Linked DNA regions of Anas platyrhynchos: region 2 is linked to region 1. Evidence: chromatin contacts called from public Hi-C data. All regions are on one chromosome and are shown on one strand. Each heading gives the region's core, a stretch centred on a gene start, on an enhancer-like site or on the middle of the called end of the contact. The rest is flanking DNA. Distances are from core to core; before and after follow the strand shown.

Region 1 (2,861 bases), core at 338-2,837:
GTGTGGGACTCTGCAACTAAAAAGGGCAAGGTTGCAGTGGGATTGCTCGGCACCTGGCGAGCAGTCTCTGAGGCCTTAAAGAGCTGTGTGGGACCACAGTCAGAAACGTGTGGTTTGCCAGACAGTGAGGGAGCTGCGGGCTCCTCTACTGATCCGACTGCTATGCCATGGGCCCCTCTGCTGCCACAGTCATTGAAGGCTTTTGCTGTTATGCCCCCTGTTGACCTGGACGTGCCTTTTGACCCAGGCCTATTGGTGTTGAAAAGGAGATGGATGTGCTTTTCTTCGATCCGGGAAGAACGGGATACATAAGGCCCGAAGACCGAGTTGCTTGACAACTTAAAGCGAGACATTTTGTTCAAAAGGAATGGAAAATGGAGACTGTTAAGTCATGGAACTTAAAGGATTGTTTGTTACCTTTCCTGATTGTACGTATGTATAGGCATACTCAGGTTTAGTATTTAAAGCAATGTTCTGTATGTTTAGAATGTTTGATGTTTGTGTGTGCGTGTTGGTGGAGCGTAGACTCCCCGCACACCCAGTGCTGTTTACTTGCCTTTTATACCTTTTGTAGCTTTTATACCTTTTATAAGTATAAATGTTACTAAATTCAGATTGAGTTGAGACTTCATTTATAACAGCTTGATTTGACTGTGCAGTTCAAAATGCCTGCTGTAGGGAGCTCTAGCATTTTAAAAACCCTAAGAGTGCAGTTAGCCTCTGTATAATGAGCGAGACTTAGCTTAATGCTTTTCTGAACAGATCCTGAAGCTCTGGTTTCCCATTGATACCACCACAGCATTCATGGTGCTGCTAACCAAGCAACGAACAGCGGTGCTTCTCTTAAAATCCGCGTTCTTTGCAGTGCCATCAAGCAGCTGCAAGTCCATGGCTGGGCCCAAGGCTTGAGGCTGGTGCGGTCTTGATTCAAAGATCAAAGCCAAAATTTCTAAGTGACGAAGTATCCTTTATTGTCAGTGCTGGATGCATGGGGGATCCTTCCACCTAACGTGCATGCTCAAAGTAACAAACTGCCTCATATTTATACAGCGAAATGATGAATATTCAATTAATGCCTATACATATTCATTACCTAAACCCACCTACTCGCGCTTCGTATGCTAATTAGGCTTATCAGTCCTTGTGCAAAGCCTCCCAAGAATTGTGGCAGGGGTCTTCAGGACATGGGCAGTGGTCTTTGGGAGGAAGACTGTAGGTCTTCCTCATGATGTATTTTTCACCTTTTGCTAAAGAATACCAAGTTGGCTGAATCAGTTGTTCTCCAAGCCACAGGAATGCCGAGTTGGCTTGAGTTAGCTCAAGTTTCAGCATACCTGAAGGTTGACAGATAACGGGATGTTTCAATTAACAAGATGCTTCAACATAACAGAAGGTCGACAGGTAACAAGATGTCATATAGTTTGTTCTCATTATATTTTAACTACAAGATTTATTCTATCCTAAAGTGAGCTTGTACAATATCAGTCTTACTTTGGTTGTGCTTTTGCTGCCTGCAGTATGGTGCCCAGGAGAAAACGGAGCTGGAAAGCACGAGTCAAGGCCTGCTTGCCCTTGTAACTCAGCACCATTGCTACAGGCCAGGTTTGTTCTGCTTGCACAGCGTGCTGGTTGAGCTGGGCTCAGTGCTGTGCTTGGCCGGTTTTCACCCCTCTCTGAAAAGGGAATACTGAGCAGAAAGTAAACACTTCCACTATGTTAAATCCTGTATTGGTCTTACAGTGTCATTCCTGTGTTGGGGGCTCATTTTGCTGAGGAAGTTCAGGTACAGTTTCATTTTCCTGGTTTGGGCTGCACATGGGAAGGTTGCAGAGAGCTGAGAGCTGCCGAGCAGTGAGAGCACTCAGGGATGCTTTGGTGGTCAGCAGCTCTGTCCGGGAGATCCAGTAGCTTTGGGGAGCCATCAGGATGTAACTCTTATTGAAGCTGCTTCTCTTTCCTCCTGTTTGATTGAAATCCTTACTGCAAAATATCACACCTGACCTATCGGGAAATATCACACCTGATCGGGAAATTCATTTTCACTGGATAGGGAATTGACTTTTATTCCCCAACGAATGGAAAAAATGGACTTCAAAAATTCAGATTTCTGTTGTTCGCTTAAAGCCACAAAGCACTGTTTAGTTCCCAAATGCAGGAATAGCAATTTTTGCTTTGTTCCCTTCTTGTTTGCTTTTCCTTCTTTCACTCTTTTTTCATATTGTTAATGAAAATAAGAGACTCAAAAAGAGGGGAAAGAATGGAAAGGGGGGGGAGAATAAACTTGTTGTTTCTTTCTGGAACTCTTTTACTGCTAGAAAATTTGAAATACGGTTTTGATCCCAGTTTGGTTAGTCCAGAGAAATTGTACGCTAAGAAACGAGCCTGTTCACAAGTATTTATATCTCGCAGTGCTCTGACATGCTTTTTACCTCACCCTTTCTAAAGGGAAATAAATATAGTGAGCTCCTAGCGCATTTTCTTTTCCATTTTGGTACCAGTGGCAATAGTTGAGGGTAAAAAAACAATTCCTTTGCTTCTTCTCTGGCAGCTCAGTCTTTTCTGACTCCCCAAAAAGGTCCAAGCGGCTTACTAACAGAGGTATATGGATGTCCTTTGCTGTTTGGCACACTTTGCTGTTCCAGACGTGAATCCAAAGACAAAATCTGTCAGCTTGGGCAGATTTGAACATCCCAAGTGTTCCACTGCAGCTCGAGAAATAGCTGACCTATTGATCCACATACCTTGTTAGATGCTCTGCTCCTCTTCCCATTCTATTATTTTTTTTTCCTAAAGGCAAATTTCATTTCTTTACTTGAGGCTCCTCGCTCACTGTTCAATAGTGCTCACTTGTAGCCCACTAA
Region 2 (2,931 bases), core at 171-2,670, 90 kb before region 1:
TCACCTTGTGGCCCCCAAGGAGTTCTTCACAGCGCAGCTTTTGGGGTTTCTTCACTGCAGCCTCGGAGGAGTTATTTCTTGAGCAGCTTTGGTTATTTTCTTCCCTGCGACTTGAGGAGCGCTTCTGCGTCCACCTGTGGAGGTTCTGCACACCACGCTTCCCCTGAGGAGAGCATCATCATCCAGCTTTTGTTTTTTTCTTCAGCGTGGCATTTGAGGAGTAATTCTTTTCAGAGCTTATCATATTTTCTTCACCTTGTGTCCTCTGAGGAATGCTTCTGTGTGCTGCATTAGTTTTTTTTTTCTTCAGTGTGCAACCAGGAAGGATTGAATCCTCATGCAGCTTTTGGTGTTTTCTTCATTGCGGCTTCAAGGAATACTGCATTATGCAACCTTTGGGGTTCTCCTCACCATGTTTTCCTGAGGAGAGCTTCATTGTACAACTATTGGTATTGTTTTCACCTTGTTGCCCCTAAGAAGTGCTTCATCTTCTAACGTTTGGTGTTTCTTTTCTCGTTCCAGGCCCTGAGGATTGCTTCAGTATGCAGGTTTGGGGGTTCTCTTCACTGTGTCTCATGAGGGTGTCTGCATTGTCCAGGTTTTGGGGTTCTCCACACCACGACTCCCCTGAGGAGAGCTTCATCATCCAGCTTTTCATGTTTTCTTCACCTTGTGGCCCTGATGAGTGCTTCATTGTACAGTGTTCGGTGTTTTCTTCAGTGTGCAACTGCAAAGGAGTGCATCATCGTGCAGGTTTCTCCACTCCATGTTTCCCCTGAGGAGTGCTTCATCGTCCAGCTTTTGGTGTTTTCTTCACTGTGGCACCTGAGGAGTAATTCTTCATGGAGCTTTTTACATGTATTTTTTCTTCATCTTGTGGCCCTGAGGAGTGCTTTTGCATGAAGATTTTGGAGTTTTCTTCACTTCACGACCCCAGAGGGTGGCTGCTTCTTCCACCTGTAGGTGTTTTCTGCACTGCAGTCCAAGAGGAGTTTCTTCTTCACATTATCTTTTATGTTTTGTTCATGGTGTGGCTCCATAGTAAAGCTTCATTGTGCAGCTTTTGCTGTTTTCTTCACTGAGCAGCCTCTGAGGTATGCTTCATTGTCCGTCCTTTGTTTTTTTTCTTCATAGTGCTACCCATGATGACTGCTTCATCATGCAGCTTCTTGTGTTTTGTGCAACACATGTTCCATGAGGAGTTCTTCATCGTGCAGCTTTCTGTCTTTTTTTTTTGACCTTGTGGAGCCTTGGGATTGCTTATTTGTGCAGTGTTTGGTGTTTCTCTACATTGTAATGCCCCTGAGGAGGGCCTTATCCTACCTGTGTTGTTTTTTTCTTCTCTGCACTAACCCTGAGGAGTGTTTCATCAAGCAGTTTGTTGTTGTTGTTTTGGTTTTTGTTTGTTTTTCCCTTCTACTTCTCCTGAGCAGTGCTTCGTCATGCAGATGTGGTGTTCTCACATTCTGTCCCCTGTGGTGTGCTTCTCACTGCAGGTTTTTTTGTGTGTTTGTTTGTTTTTCAGTTCTCTCCTTTAGAGGAGTGCTTTATCATCTTGTTTTTAATTTGTTTTACACTTTGTGTCCCTTGAGAAGTTCCTCATTGTTCATCTGTCTGTGTTTTCTGTGAAGCGCAGCGTTTGAGGACTGTTTCACCACGCCGCCCTTGAGGAGTGCTTCATGCTCTGTTTTTTGTTTTCTTCACAGTACAGCCCTTCAGGAGTGCTTCAGTGCGTGAACATGGAGGAATCCTGCAGCTTTTGTGGTGCTTTACTCTGGGACTCCTGAGGAATGTTTCATTGCATGGCCGTTGGAGTCTTCTTATTGTACATTTTAGGTGAGCTTCAGTACTCGGCTCTCGACAAGTGTTTCGCTCTGTGTCGTTCAGTGAGCTCTTCTCAGCAAAGCTTTCCTTATGTTCTTCATTGCACAGGCTACGAGGAGGGCATTGTTGCATGTCACATGTGGTTTGTTTATTTTTTTTTTATTTTCATCTTGAATAAGGGGCTTTTTTTTTTTAAATTTTTTTTTCTTCTTGTTATATTTCTTTCTTTCTTAGGTTTGCTATTGTCATGTGATCTTTACCATCTTTGATACTTCTTTCCTGTTATTGCTACTCTTTCATGTTTTTGAGAGAGGAAATCTTGATTCTCAGTATTTGTTCTACCTATTAGTACTCCGCTTGATAGTTCTGTAGCTTAGTTTGTGTTGCTTGATCTTGTGTTCTGGGATGTATATTTAAGTTCACTTTTCGAACCGGAACACTCCAAGTCTCCTCAGGAGAATAGGGCCATTTCATGGTAGTTTAGGTGGAATCTTTAGATCGGGGTTTCAGCAAAGGATATGGCTGAAGAGGGTTACTGGTGAGCTGGAGAGGGCAGCGTTGTTCTTTTCGTTATTCTATTTTTTTTTTCTGTCCTGTGGTGTTTTTTTAATTGCCTTTTTTTTTTATTGTTTTTTTTTTTTTCACCACAAATGGCATTGAGTGTCTGTGAGGCCTTTTCACTAAGGTGGTAGGTGTGAGCAGGGACATTTTTCAGGGCTGTGCATTGTGTGTGTGATGCTGAGTGGTGGCGGTGGCAGCTGGAGGGTGCTCTCACCACAGGAAAGGATGTCAGGCACAAACGAGTGGGAGCAGCATTAAAGCTGAGTGCCTGAACAGGTTGGTTCTCAGGGAAATTTCACGTCCTAACTATGTTTGGACATGAAATATCCTATCTCTGGAAAATTTCATGTCCACTTAAACATCCCAGCCAGGGCTCTTCAGGCCATCCTCCTTTGGTAGAGGGACAACGGCTGCAGTTTCTGTTCCAGCTATTGCTTTATTGAAATACTTGCTTGTTTTCTTCTCAGTGCTTGTTGCTGACAGTAGTTGTTATTTTCCTCTGTTAACTTTCAGGGTTCACCACTTTGGTTTCTAGTTACAGCTGGT

Evidence for each region. Hi-C and Micro-C count contacts between places; a contact is called where the count stands out from the background.
Region 2: a Hi-C map of F1 follicle shows a contact between it and region 1, with 2.8 times the contacts expected there. The contact joins two enhancer-like sites. A contact is called at or near these places in 4 of 8 Hi-C or Micro-C datasets (F1 follicle, F5 follicle, liver and 1 more).

The regions. Positions count from the first base shown.
Region 1 is chr3:8,479,162-8,482,022 of IASCAAS_PekinDuck_T2T, reverse strand. All of the region lies in intron 2 of LOC110354506 (a long non-coding RNA gene), which reads left to right. Among named protein-coding and RNA genes, the nearest start is that of PAK5, 24 kb to the right of the region's middle. Within about 2 kb of position 1,587, at least 1 of the 8 cell types and tissues checked has an H3K27ac peak or open chromatin away from gene starts, as enhancers often do. A contact at or near this core is called in F1 follicle, where this site is marked.
Region 2 is chr3:8,568,945-8,571,875 of IASCAAS_PekinDuck_T2T, reverse strand. No RefSeq gene overlaps it. Among named protein-coding and RNA genes, the nearest start is that of PCSK2, 19 kb to the left of the region's middle. Within about 2 kb of position 1,420, at least 1 of the 8 cell types and tissues checked has an H3K27ac peak or open chromatin away from gene starts, as enhancers often do. A contact at or near this core is called in F1 follicle, where this site is marked.